Regions from separate parts of the Gossypium hirsutum genome. Here region 1 is linked to region 2. Evidence: chromatin contacts called from public Hi-C data. All regions are on one chromosome and are shown on one strand. Each heading gives the region's core, a stretch centred on a gene start, on an enhancer-like site or on the middle of the called end of the contact. The rest is flanking DNA. Distances are from core to core; before and after follow the strand shown.

Evidence for each region. Hi-C and Micro-C count contacts between places; a contact is called where the count stands out from the background.
Region 1: a contact with region 2 is called in a Hi-C map of leaf, with 2.3 times the contacts expected there. The contact joins the promoter of LOC107913882 here to the promoter of LOC107915242 in region 2. A contact is called at or near these places in 2 of 34 Hi-C or Micro-C datasets (both in leaf).

The regions. Positions count from the first base shown.
Region 1 is chrD10:7,043,377-7,050,904 of Gossypium_hirsutum_v2.1, reverse strand. LOC107913882 (NADP-dependent malic enzyme) reads left to right here and starts at 2,041. Exons shown (of 20, transcript XM_016842551.2): 1 at 2,041-2,350; 2 at 2,745-3,028; 3 at 3,512-3,632; 4 at 3,749-3,823; 5 at 4,210-4,361; 6 at 4,466-4,571; 7 at 4,658-4,723; 8 at 4,921-5,016; 9 at 5,113-5,184; 10 at 5,291-5,374; 11 at 5,457-5,555; 12 at 6,135-6,182; 13 at 6,287-6,340; 14 at 6,429-6,527; 5 more. The coding sequence starts at 2,321.
Region 2 is chrD10:6,898,045-6,905,726 of Gossypium_hirsutum_v2.1, reverse strand. It overlaps LOC107915242, which reads left to right and starts at 6,190. Exons shown (of 2, transcript XM_016844406.1): 1 at 6,190-6,484; 2 at 6,666-6,835. The coding sequence starts at 6,190. The coding sequence ends at 6,835. TRNAI-AAU (transfer RNA isoleucine (anticodon AAU)) reads right to left here and starts at 5,963; the gene lies at 5,890-5,963. It also overlaps the pseudogene LOC107915066.

The DNA.
Region 1 (7,528 bases), core at 792-3,291, 150 kb before region 2:
CCGAATCAAAATTTTTTCAAATGAATTAACCAAATTGAAATATTTCGATTAATTTGATCGTTTAACCATATAAACTAAAATTTATATGTTTTTATCTTTTGATTAAAATAAGTATAAACATATAAAAAAATACATTGCTAATGTTCATTTTCTTCTTTTTTTTAATAGTTCAAAAAATATATTATATATTATATTATATTATTTATTTTGATTAATATAAAAATAATAGTTAAAAATACATTACTAATATAAAAATATATTATATATTATTTCATTTAATTAATTACCTGATTTTAAATTAAATTAATCGATAACTGAAATTTTAAAAAATCATTAACTAACCTTTAACTGAATTAAATTCAGTCATCGACCGATTAAATTAATTTAATTTTAACCGCTCATAATTTTAATGCCTAAATTATCTTTATTGATTTTTTATACTACCTAAAATATATTTACTAATTCCTAAAATCTCTTTTTTTTATATATAATATATAGAATATTGTAAAGGTAAAATGCAGAGCACGTGGGATGATATTAAGAAATTCCCGAGTCATATTATTAATAAAAACAGCAAAGCACTTGGTTTTATTATGTGGGATCTACTTTTACATATCTCTCAATTACTTGGTTCTCATAACACCAAACTACTTGGTTTTATTGATTAAATAATTCACCATTTCGCAAAATTAGTAAATTACCAATTTATTATTATATTTAAGTTTTAAAAATATTTTATTGTTAATTTTATGAATAATTTATATTAATTACGTAAAAAAACATTTAAAATTTATATTTTATCTACCTTAAAAATATATTGTTAAAAGGAATAACCATGAATCCCAAAAATAAATTACAAAATGAGCATGAAAACTAAAAAACAACCATATTTGATAATAACATAAATTACTAAAAATTAACGAATCCCTTTTTTCATATTTTCTTTATCACACTTTTTAAAAATAATTTTCCTTAAAAAGCAAAATTGGAAAACACATTTCAAAATAATAATTAACTAGCTCTAGAAAAGCCACGTCAGACAAAAGTTATCAGCCACATGAAATAAAGAAACCGACAGACAAAAAGGCCCAGAACCAGAAACTAAAAATCAAATGGCTGTCATGTTACAGTGGTTCAGAAAGTTGGCTTCTTCTTCCTCCCAATGTCTTTATTTTTGTTTTACCAAAGGGAATGAAGGAGGAGGAGGAGCTCACTATGTCTGCTTTCCTAAATCTCCCCTACAATTTACTTTGTCCTCATGCCTGCTGCTGCTTTCCTAAATTTATATTTTATAAAATTAATATAACATTTTAAAAACATTAATGTAACAAAATATACATCATCTAGATATGTATGTTTAATCTGTTTCCTTTCAATAACATTGAAATACTGGTAAGAAGAAGGAAAAGAAATACGCATATAAACAGACGACAAGATTTCATGAAGACGACATTCCCGAAAATCTTGGAATTGACATGAAAAATTGCCGCACACAACTGCATGAAGAAGACGTTCTCAGACTCTTTCTTGGCCATAAAATTTGATGAAACGAATCCTGCGCTTTTTAAATATGTTTCAACCATCATAACATGACAAATCTCACTATAAATCTCGAAGAATTCTTAATCCAAGGGCTGCAAAACTAGATTAAAAATTGTTTTCAATGTACTAATGCAGAATATTTCGAAGCAGATCCTCATTAATTTTATCTCAAAATTTCTCCTCATAATTATATAGTTCTTTTTTTTAGTAAAATTTCCGACTCCCGAAACAAAAGAATACTTAAAAAAAAAAGAATTATTTTGTTATTATTATGATTTACAAGTTGACGACCAATCAAGCAACCAGTGTCTGGTTGTTCAGAAAACCAAACCCGAACTCATCAGCTCAACACACCTAAAACATACAGCAATTAAACAAGATTCGCAGGAAGTTGGCTTGGGTTGGGACCCACTCTTTTTGGACGTCCTACTTGAGGGGACGGTGGTGGCACTTTCGTAATAAAGGGACAAACTCAGCTACCCACTTGTCATTTGCAGTCACCAAAAGTCTGCTGAGGGTAGCAGAGAGGGATAAAAACCGGACACGTTTTTTAGGATTCCTCCTTCTCTCCCTCATAGATACAAAATCAGCGGGTAGAGAGAGAAAGCAGAGTAAGGGAAGGGAAAAGGAAGGGAAAGGGAAGCTTTATATAACCCATCTGCTTTCTCTCTAAACTCTCTTCCTTTCCATCTTTCCTTTCTTTGCTTTGCTTGTTTCTATTGAGAGATTTCCACTAACAAAAGCTCTAGACTCTTGTCTTCCCACATTTTCTCTCACCATGATTTCCTTGCACAGAAGCTGTTTTCTGGTAATTTCTTAATCAACCCATTCTTCATTTTCACTACCCATTTCCTATAATTTATTTCTAAACCTTAATCATTGTTATATCTCTTCCTCATGTTTCGTTTTTTTTTCTCTGGTATTTTTCTAGTTTGAAAATCACATGAGTTTACCTTTTTCAGGGTCTTTCCTTTGTAGCTCTTTTACAATAATAAAAATTTCCTTCTTTTTTATTCCTCCTATCTGGTTTTGCACATCTTTGAAAGATATTCAACATCTAAGGCTTTCTTTTATGACATTAAAGATCTCAGATTTACCACAAATACATATATATATATTTAAAAAGTCTGTTTTGCTTTTTATTTGATTTCGTTACTGACCTTTTCTTTTCTTTTTTTTTTATGGGATGGGGGGGGGGACAGAACAACACTGGCATTTCTGGGTCATCAAGCCCTTTCTCATACAAGCTGAAGAAGCTGCCACCAGCTTCTGTCAAAGTCACAGCTTTAGGCCCCAACAGGGATCGAAACAGCAGCGTTTTGATTGAAAACAACAACCCATTGAAAGAAATAAAAGAAGATGACACTTCTTCTGTTGCTGATGTGGACCCCAATCCTACTGTTACCGGCGAAGACCGCGACCTCTACTATGACGCCGCCGCCACCGACGATCAACTTGTCACCCCTTGGTCTCTCTCTGTTGCCAGGTAACATTCGATTACTTTCCTTTGCACTAATATCTTTCTCGTGTAATTTTTATTTATTTATTTGGCTTTTCCCACCTCTATTATGAGCTTTCTTTTTTCTGGGTATGACATGATGGTTTTTAAGATTTTTCATATATGTTTGACAGATCTCTTTTTTGTCTAACATTTAAATAAGAAGGTGATCTTCTAAGTGTTGGGTCTTATTTTATTTTCTGGTCTTCTTCTTTGTGTTTAAGTTCATGGTTTTCCTTTTGATGTACTTGTTGTGAACTCTTTGTTTTGTATTGAATGTTAGATCATGATGTTGTGGCCAACAATAATTTTACCAATTCAGATCTTTGATTTGTTGTTTTGTCTTTGTGTTGGTTGTTAGATATGATTGAAATTCCTAGGAAATAAATGTTACGTTTTTTGAACTACTCTAATTTCAAAAATCCAATTAATTATACTTTCAAAGACTAAGCTCTTCTTCATGCACTGCAGTGGGTATTCGTTGTTGCGAGATCCTCACCACAACAAAGGACTCGCCTTTAATGAGAAAGAAAGAGATTCTTATTACTTGCGTGGTCTTCTTCCCCCCACAGTTATTTCCCAAGAACTTCAGGTTATCTACCCTGCTCGTACATCTTTTTTGACTTCACTTGAATCATTCTGTTGAATTCTGTTCATTTTCCTTAACCCTTGCTATGTTTAATGAACTATTTTACCACTACTCACCAGGTGAAGAAAATGATGTATAGTATCCGCCAGTATCAAGTTCCTCTGCAGAAGTACATGGCCATGATGGATTTGCAGGTAACCGTTTGCTCTAAAGTCGTAGGTTTCTGGCTGGAATTATTGCAGCATGTTTCTTGAATGTCAAATATGTAGCTGCACCCGATGGCATGATTTTATTTCTCTTTAGTTCATCATATTATATGAACAATATGTTTGAATTTGTGTAGCTTTGTGCTATTATGTTTCCTCCTATTATTGTGAGATTATGATTTTTATTTTCTCTATTTAATTTCACAATCTTTCCTCCTTGCTGTTAGTTCCCATTCTTATTCTGTTTTAAGTGTTTCTAAAAATTTTTATTCGGACTATCGTACTCAGAAAGAAATAATACTTTATGCTTTTATCAATTGCTGTTAATGACTTTAACACTTCTGAATTGATTTCGGTTTCACTTTCATTTTCAGGAGTTAAATGAAAGGCTGTTCTACAAACTTCTGATCGACAATGTTGAGGAGTTACTGCCTGTTGTCTATACCCCAACTGTTGGTGAGGCTTGTCAGAAATATGGGAGCATCTTCAGGCGCCCTCAGGGTCTTTTTATCAGTTTGAAAGAAAAGTACGTTTCACATAGAGAATTGGTTCCTCGGATTATAGCTGGCATCGGATTCTTGAATTTGAGCTTCTTTCCCGTTGTATTACACTGACTTGTGTCCTTTGCAGGGGGAAGATTCATGAAGTTCTGAGAAATTGGCCTCAGAGGGATATTCAAGTCATCGTCGTCACTGATGGGGAAAGGATTTTGGGTCTAGGGGACCTTGGCTGTCAGGTATAAATACTCAGAGACATCTAATGATAACTGCCTCTGTCTCTCACATGTGTTATTGACTTGTTAATGGTAATTTATATTCTCAGGGAATGGGAATTCCTATAGGGAAGCTCTCTTTATATACTGCACTTGGAGGAGTTCGTCCTTCTGCTGTAAGTATATGTAATGATGAGTATTTACTACCCTTTGCTTTATTACTAAAGGACTGATGGAAGGCTTCTTTACATATTGCTTTTATTAAGAGGTTATGAATCCGGACAAGCCTCATAATGATCTGTATCTTACTGTTAACCATGTTTGGCAATATTTTCCCTTATGCTATGGCTGATACATTAGCTGCTGTTTGCAGTGCTTGCCTGTAACCATTGATGTGGGTACAAACAATGAGCAATTGTTGAATGATGAATTTTATATAGGGCTTAGGCGAAGGAGAGCTACTGGGCAGGCACGTAATCTTATTGTACACTTGTTTTGCTTTAGTTATGAAGGCAATCAGATTTTGTTTTTAATACTAAAGAGGTTCTGTTCTTCTTGACTCTAGGAATATGCCGAACTTATGCACGAATTCATGAGTGCAGTCAAGCAGAACTATGGGGAAAAAGTTCTCATTCAGGTAAGTTAACTCGAGCGAGATATGAATGGAATATTGGCTGGAATATATGATGTGTTTGTTTATATGTTAAGTTCAATGTTTTCTGAATCTTTAACGATTTTTGCAGTTTGAAGATTTTGCAAACCACAATGCCTTCGATTTGCTTGCTAAATATGGCACAACTCATCTGGTTTTCAATGATGATATTCAGGTTACCATTTAATCTTAATTTTCTTAAATCAATTAGGATTAAACATCTCATTTATGATATGGGAAAATTACCCCTTTTGCAGGGAACAGCATCTGTGGTCCTTGCAGGGCTTGTTGCTGCACTAAAAGTAGTCGGTGGAACCTTGGCTGATCATAGATTTTTATTCCTTGGTGCTGGAGAGGTGAGCTGTTATTATAACTTGTTGAAAGTCTTGGTTCATTCTAATGACAGGAGCAATCATGGTAATTTTCAATTAGTTAATAGGGAAAAAAGGAAAAGATGGACAAGTTTTCGTCCTGCAAGACATGCCCATCTGGTGACAATTAGCATAGCTAAGACAAGTGTGAACAACAGAAGTGAAATGGATAAACATTGTCCTGCTCGGAGTTGGATAATAAAGAGAAAAACATTGAGTTAAAGACATGGAGTCTTCTCTCCTATAATTTGACGTCGAAATTCTTATGTACTTAATATTAAGTTCCTTCAGTTTTGCTGTAATAGTTCGATTATATTCCCTCCCTCTTCTTTTATATTCAAAAAGTTGAAGGACAGGGGCATCTCTCAAACCCTTTCTGTTTAATACCATTACAACCTTAATTGTTGAAGGTGAAAATATTTCTGTCTCTATTTAAAGAGTATATTGCATCTAGTGGCATTGTAGTTTCCATTTAAGATTCTCTTATTGTCCTCTCTCTTTTTTTTATACTATTTGCATTGCCATTTTATTGCCGTATCTGACTTTGTATTTGGTGATCTACAGGCTGGTACTGGCATAGCAGAACTTATAGCTCTTGAAATTTCAAAACAGGTTTTACTTTTAGAATCAATCATCATAGTTTTTATGCTATGGTTTATAGTAGATGTACATCATGTCATGAAGCCATTGGAAATAATACTTGATTGTACATGCAGACAAACATGCCACTTGAAGAAGCTCGCAAGAAGATTTCGCTTGTGGACTCCAAGGTAGGAAAAATCTAATCTAGCTGTTTCATACAAAGCAGATAGTTCATTCTAGTGAATGAATGTTGTATACATTTTGTTCTTTTTCCAGGGATTGATTGTTAAATCTCGTATTGACTCACTTCAGCATTTCAAAAAGCCCTGGGCTCATGATCATGAACCAATCAAGAAACTTGTCGATGCTGTTAATGTGTGAAATCTCTCTTTTGTATTCCTTTGCTCACTCAACTCTCACCAAAAGAAAAAAAACAAGTGTTTCTTAGACTCTTTGTTCTTTTGTCTTATTTTAACAGGGAATCAAACCAACAGTGTTGATTGGAACATCAGGAGTAGGAAGGACATTTACTAAAGAAGTGGTTGAGGCTATGGCTGCTTTGAATGAAGTACTGTATCTCTATAAATTTTCTTTATAAATAAGTGAAACAATGAAACCAAACTCATCCCTTATATATTTGACTGCTTGCAGAAACCTATTATATTCTCCCTTTCTAATCCAACTTCACAATCTGAATGTACTGCTGAAGAAGCATATACATGGAGTGAGGTAATTGAGTCATGCAGCTTTTATATCTCATTTCTCAACAGTTAACCTAATTAGTTATTTCAGCGTTTCTGAAATATATTATTCAAAGCTTTGTATGACTATTAACAATGTAACACACAATGGTTCTTCTCTTTTCTGTTCACTCACAGGGCCAAGCCATTTTTGCCAGTGGAAGCCCATTTGATCCTGTAGAATACAAGGGAAGAGTTTTCGTACCTGGGCAGGTTGTACATAAAGTAGTTTGACCTCCATATTTGGTAAAATATCTTGCATTTGAGGGCTAACTTAAGTTGTTATACTTCTCTCCTACAGGCAAATAATGCATACATCTTCCCTGGCCTCGGTCTGGGTTTAATTATGTCTGGTGCAATCCGTGTTCATGATGATATGCTTCTGGCAGCCTGTAAGTTCACATTTAACTTATGCTTTGGATAACCGAGCTATAACCGTTAAAGGCATGCAGATTTTGTTTTGTATCTGGTGGTTTAAAGTAGTGCTGACTAGGTTCTTTTGCAAGTTGTTAAACCTTTTCTTCATTTGTGAGCGCAGCGGAGGCTTTGGCTGCACAGGTGACACAGGAGAACTTTGACAAGGGACTTATTTACCCACCATTTAGAAATATCAGAAAGATTTCAGCCCATATTGCA
Region 2 (7,682 bases), core at 4,941-7,440:
ATGTTTGAATGTTTCAAAATGATATGATTCAAAGGTTGCTTCTTAATCTATATTTGTCGCACGGACCACTGTCATTTCTGCCAACATGCCCCAACTACATGGCACAGCCGTGTCGTTTTCTCTCACAAAAGTCTCCTCCACTTCAAGTACATACAATCATTTTATAACATGAATATTTTCACATAAATTTCACCCTTGTCCAAGAAATATGCTAACCTATAATAAAATTCTCCTAACCGGGTCACACCTCTCAACTCAATAAATGCATCTTTGACTCATGATTGAATTTACAGCCCTCCAATTTTAGCTAAATACAATAATCTCAATTATATGAAAATTTGCCATGCTCAGATGGATTGATTGAATCTATCTGATAAATATCATTCAACCAAGAAATAATTGAATTGATTAAGAACTCGTTCAACCGGCAAAAAAACATATATATTTATATATATAAACTAAGAAAAATACATCAAAAGAAATCAAATTTGGACTTATCTGTGAACCGAATGCCTGACAAAGAATAAGGATTAGGAATTATTTTCATGGAGCAGCACTAGCCACTTTTAGACCACAAGATGGAAACACAAATAGTGAATGCCAATAATTTCTCAAAAATAACTTGGAAAAAACAATGCAGAACCAGTTTTTACTCGTCCGTTTCCAGATACTTTGAATGACAAGCAGCAAGAATAGCAGCTCCAATGCCAGAACCATCATTTGCAAGCTCGAGTACAACGGTTTCAGACACCTCTTTTCCGAGCAATTCATTTAGGGTGTTCTCCAAGCAATTACGGTATTCCGTATAGTGTTCATATAGTCCGCCGTCCATTGCTATCACCGTCCTTTGTTTCTCCCCTTCCCTCATTGTATCTCTTCCCATTTTCTTCAGAATACTTAGTATCCCGGCAGCCGAAAGACGTGCCCCGCGCGTTGCTACAATGTAGCAAAGCTCAACAATTACTTTTCTCATCTTCAGGGAGGTATTTTATATCTGCAATAGTGATGATATAAACAGGCAGTAAAATACACAACAAAAGTTTTGATGATCAAGAATCTGAAAGAACCAAGTTTTGATGATCAAGAATAAAATACACAAGTTTTGGTGATCAAGAATCTGAAATAACCTCAAGAATGTCTTTCAAGCGATTGGCTACCACTTTGAGGTCAGGGGAAGTGTCCTGATGCATGGCAGATATGATAGGTGTTCTGCAAGTTAACAAAGCTCAAAAATATTACTATTTTGCAGATCTTGAACACTATAGGAAATTGTAACTTTCATTATAAATTTTCTAGTAAAACAAAATTATTAACTATTTTACTTGGACTCTTCGTTTTTCTTAAAATATCGTAAAATGAAATCAGATGTGCCACTAGGGATGAGAGGCTGTGGAGATTGGAGGTCCTATGAGATATTTCATTGCAAGGGCAAAGAAAATGTCTGATACCGGTTTTCTTATTTCGAACATGGAAATGAATAGCATGTGCACCAAGCTATTGCAGGGAAAATGTTAACCAATTTATAAAAATTAGAGTACAGCTGATGAACAATAACCAGAATCAAACAAAAGGAGTACCCGGAGTTTGAAAGAAAAGAAAAGATCCATAAAAAGCCAGAAGAAATTACCCCAATATAAGCGGCACTTTAAGTTTCGGTGGAACTGTGTCACCAAAAAAAGCAGCTTCCTCAGCCATCCTACGCAAGACTTTACGGACTATTTCTCCCAAGTACATGCCAGATGTTACCTTCTCATAAATCTATAGCAAATCAAAGGAATATAAGATGAACAAATTCTGTTATAGAGAAAGCAAAAGTTAAAGGAATCAGAAGAGTATGAAGTTATGAACTTACCTGCTCACCAGGGTGTAAAGTCTCAGCATCGAGCTCATGATCGTACTCTGTTAGTGGAAGATGCGACGACTTAAAGTTACCCCACTCCGTATTAATGACCTTCACAAAAATGCCAACAGCAACTTTAGTTAACCTGAATAAAGATTTAAATTGTGACATCAATAAAGAAAGAAACGATCTCGAAGCTGTACAAAGTTTACAAGAGAAATTAAAAAGATCAGCTAACCATCTCTCCTGATTTTAGCGGTAGACCATGCCATTTTGGTATCGCATGGGCACGTTCAACATATGCGGCATTTGATCCAGTACCGAGGATCACAGCAGCAACAACATCATTGTTGGTGAAACGACCTCCAGCTAGTGTCCCAACAGGATCATTGACCTGGTTTCAAAACGGTTGCAGTAAGGCATGGGAATTGGGAGGAGACTAACAATTAAGAAAAAGCAAGATGCTGAAACTCAAGCATGTAAAGGTCCACAACATGAACCTACAAAAGCTGAAACACGCATGTTAAGGCCTTGTTTTTCCATGGCTTTCGTCAATTCTGCTACCACGTCTCGGCCGACCTGTTAATTCAGCACCCAATAACAGTAAAGAAATATAAGTCAATGACAAAAAATGGTACATTCCTTAAAATTTGAGAAACATTAATGCATAATAATTATGAAAAGAGCGAATGAGCAATTAGCACCGACTGTTTCTTCTATAGAGAAGCCTTTTGTCCACCTAACAAGTGTTCCAGAAGAAATGGATGATTGCAACACGGGAAATGAGAATGTAAAACCAAGTTCCCTCTGCCTACCGGGACGTAGTTCAAAATCCATGCCTTCTTGAGCTACAAATTTTGCAAGTTCTGCTACAATAAAGTCAAACAATGCCTGAAATCAAGATCACCTATCATACATTAGAGACCTCCATATGCCTCAACCAGTTTCCCTTCATCTATCGTAAAACAGAAGCACTTACATCTGAAGTCCCTGTCATCAAACTCCGAGGAATTGACACCTCCTCAAACTGTTTACTGACGATACCACGGCCCTTCCCTCCCAAATGCAGTCGTAACACACGGAAGTTAGTTCCACCGAGGTCCAATGCATAAAACAACCCCTTTTCATTCCTTATTTAGGAAAAGAAAATATATAAAAAATATTTACAATCTCAGATGAAACATAAATTTCTAGATGTGCATCTATGTAAAGACTCCAACATGAACTTGGTCCTACAGTCTCAAACCACAGACAACCTCATATTAGCTGATTCGATAAAATTCCATCTAAGACTTAGCTTGGCTGATGGAAAATACTCAGGCGTATCTATATAAACACACACATTTATAGAAGCAATATATGAACGAACATTGATATTTTATACATGTTATGTTAGACATAAGTGAGAAAACACCCTATATTTGAATCCAATAAACAGCAGTAAATACATAACCATTGATGTTTATAAACGAAGGAAAGAAATTGAAATACCCAGTAGGTAAATTGTCAACATAGCTGATGAGCATTTTGAGTTTGCTGCCACCTTCAGAGGCAAGGCCCGCATGCATCTCTACAAGCATGGCATCAGCCACTTGTCTCAGTTTCGAAATCGGGGTCGCGCATTTCTCTTCGAACTCTTTCACTATCTCCATTGCTTTCTCCCACTTCCCTGACTTCTTCATTTTATGATGAACCACCACCGCTGCTGTCACTGCTACCGCTACCCCACATACCACCGCCACCCTAACTGCAACCTTCCCCATTTTCCCACCCCAAAAAAAGGAAAAAGAGAAGATCTTGGAAATTTTAAATGGGAATTCTGGGTGTTTTCCGACTCAAATCAGTGAATGGTCATTGAATCTATATTGGTTTACAATCCGAGCAATGGTGAGTTGGTGACCTCCACTTCATTCTTTGAACTTCAATAACAAACAAAAGTCCGTTCATTGATAGAAAACAATTCTTTGACTAATTCTCTTATATTTTAAGGAGAAAATAAACCCTATTACAGAATGCCATGAGTACACGTGTGTGTGAAGAACAAGATAAAAAGTTCAGTTGCTTAGTCAGATGTTAGATTCGGCGGGCCTACTTCGTGTTATATTTTATATTTTTAATCTATAATATTCAATGGGATTATATCATACATAATACCTGTATTTTGGCCAAATGTTCAATATTATACCATTACTTTTAAAATTATTTATTTTGATACCTAAAGTATTCACAATTTAATGCCCGTTAATAAGTAGCAAGACAATCAACAAAATTTTGATACGTCCAAATTTTTATCTAAATTTATTATATTATTATCTAAATTTATTCCTTTTTAGATTTTTTCTCATGACACCACACCGATTAGAATGTATAAATCTATACTATTATTTAAACTCCTGATTGAGTTGGTGCCATCCTTAATCGGATCACCAACTCGATTAGGAAAATTATGAAAATACCCTTCCATAAATAAAATAAATTATATTATTCAAAGGTACTTTACCAAAAAAATGATAAGAATATGCGTAGGATGAGAATTAAGCCCAAACAAATTGCATTAGTAAATGCTTTAATATACCACTAAACTAAAGCTTTATTTTGATAGTTTTATATCTTTTAATTTTATTATGCATATTTTATAACTTCCATCAAGTGTATATATTAATAATATATTTGATTGAGCTAGTATCAAAAGTTAACTCGATACCGACTCAAGATTTAGGACAACACAATGATAAATAATTTTATTTATTTTTTTAATTTTAACATCGTAAATATTTCATGTGTTATTATTAATTAGTTTTAAGCCGTACATTTCATTATTTATTGTATGTTATTTTTAAATACACATTTGTGTTATATATTTGTGGTTTCCACCCGCATATGCGTGTGGTAGGATTTTTAATATTTATTAATAGGTTAAAATGGTAAATTTAAATTTTTTTTTTATTTTTTAAAAAAATCCAAGCTCAAGCATAAACCTAGCCTCATGCCAGCGAATAGTTCATTTCAATATTAAAAAAATAATAAAAATATCGTTATTCACGCCTTAAACAAATTAGGTAGAACCATCTCAAACTTAGGTCAACATATAAAAAACCCTGCAACTCTAAGAAGAGAGACAAGTAAGAGACTCTACTAAGATAACTTCCAAACAACCACCATTCGTCAAGGCTAACAGTTGTTTGTATCTTTGGTGGAAGATTAACTTATTTGTCTACTAAGATAACTTCCAAAAAACCTTAAAATGTGAAGCACACACACCCTTTATGATAAAAGAAAAACTTCATAACTTGATTCAAGTAAATCTTATATTTTTTATAATAAATAATTTATTCCTACATAAGCTTTGCAAATGAAAAAAAGAATTCCATCTGAAAGAATAATAAAAGACTAACAACTTGGATTCAATAAAAGTATAAGGATTTATTTTGAAAATAAAAAGAGCTGCAAAATCTTAGTAAGTGTGCAAAATTCGGGTAAAATCGAAAAAATTTGGTTAACCGACTGAATTCGGTTAATCGAATTTTTTTGGTCGGAGGTCGGTTAATTATTTTTTAATTTTTCGATTAACGGTTAATTCGGTTCGAAATCGGTCGGTTAACCGAATTTTTTCAGTTTAACCGAAAAAATTAATAAATAAAATTATAATATATAAATAGGCCCATTCACCTAAACCCAATCTAAACCCAAGTATTCAACCGAACCTAATTACCCAACCCAACCCAATCAAAAAAATTACAAATAATTTAATAAATAAAAATAAAATTCTAAAACTAAAACTGAAACTAAAGTCTAAAAGTCTAAAAATAATTTAATTATGTAGTGATTCAATTCGATTAATTCGGTTAATTCGGATAAGTTGGTTAATTCGGTTTATTTGGTTAATTTTTAACCAAAAATAAAAAACATATAATTTTCGGTTCGGTTAACGGTTAAAAATTTTAAAAGGTCGATTAATTCGGTTAATGTTATTTCGAGTCGGCTAACCGAATGAACACCCCCTACTCACATGTGCAAGCCCAAAAACGAAAGGGAAAAATATATAGAAATGGCCCATGCAGGTTTCAAACCTGCGACCGTCGCATTATTAGCACGACGCTCTAACCAACTGAGCTAATAGGCCATATTCTTCAGGTTGCGATTTTAATGAATTAGTACTTTAAATAATCTTGGTTTATTGTAATGTTGAAAATTTTAAAACGTACAAGAAATCGTGTGCGCAATTAAGTGAAATTATACTTAGGCCAGTATCCTTTCACAAATTTTTAATTTCATTTATTATTTACTTTTTGATAATCAAATACATACATTATACGTAAAAAATAATTGTGAATCGGCAAAAGGGCATAATGCCAATTTTGGTTGGGCAGAGTCAGGTGAGCTTGGTCGCAGGTCGCTCAATCATAAATAATAGTATAATTGTTCAGGAGATCATTCATTCAATGAGAATCCGGAAAGGATGGATGACCATCAAGGTCCACCTTGAAAAAGTTTACGACAGAGTTCGTTGGGATTTCTTAAATGACACTCTTCGTGATGCAGGTTTTCCTCGTCACTTAATTACTCTCATCATGCACTCTGTTTCTACTTGTACTATGCAGATTCTATGGAATGGTCCTATGGATGAAATTGTTCCTTCGAGAGGTGTTCGCCAGAGTGACCCCTTGTCGCCATGTTTTTTTCATTTTGGGGATGGAAAGACTTGCTCATAGGATCAATAAAGCGGTTGCCGAGGGTTTTTGGAAACCTATTAAGTTGTCCAAGGATGGGCCTAGTTTATCTCACCTTTTTTTCACAGACGATTTAGTTCTGTTTTCTGAAGCAGATAGCTCTCAGGCTAGTTCTATTATGGCTATTCTTGACCAGTTTGCCTATTTCTCGCCTTTATTTTTCGCCTCATACGAGTATTTCCAATCAGAATTACATTGGGCGATATTTAGGTCTGCCGCTTTTTCACAAACGGATAACTACAAGTACTTACAGTTTCTTGGTTGATAATGTCAGAAGCTGCTTGAATGGTGGGATACCCGCTTCCATTCTATGGCGGCAAGAACTACGTTGGTGAAGTCAGTCCTATTAGCCATCCCAAACTATTTTATGCAAGTAAGCATGGTTCCCATTACTATTTGGAAGCAAATTTAAAAGCTTGCAAGAAGCTTCATTTTGGGGTCAAGATTGGATAAGAAAAAATTAGCGCTGGTGAACTGGAATGATGTTTGTCAACCATGCCGGAATAAGGGACTTGGTAACCGTAGACTAAATGAGCAAAATATGGCTTTTTTTGTAAAGCTTGGTATGCAATTGGTCACTAAATAGGATGATGTTCGTTTTCCTGGCGCTCAATTGCAAAGGTTTGGGATATTGTGCGAGCTAATATTTTATGGTAGGTTTTTGATGCCCTAATGGTTCGTTTTTGGACTGATAGCTCGGTTCCTGATTTTGGACCCCTTTTGTTACCATGTTTTGAATTCGGATAGTCTTAATATGGATGCTCGTGTTTGCGAGTTGGTGACGGATTTGGGGGAATGGGATTGGCAAGCGGTATCCCACTGTTTGAACCATATTATTCTTAACCGGATAGCTAGTATTTGGCCACCCAATGAGGGTATTGGGTGCGATCAAATGATTTGGAAAGGGACCAGCAATGGTCAAGTTACCGTTTCGAGTGCTTATGAAGTTCTTAAAGGCCATAACTGGAATGACACCGATCCTATTTGGTTACTGGTTTGGAGGATAAAATGCTCTCAACGCATCATGAATTTCTTATGGTTACTCCCACGAGGCAGGATCTTAACTAATGTGGAAATATGTCGAAGAGGACTTAATGCTGATACACCGTGTA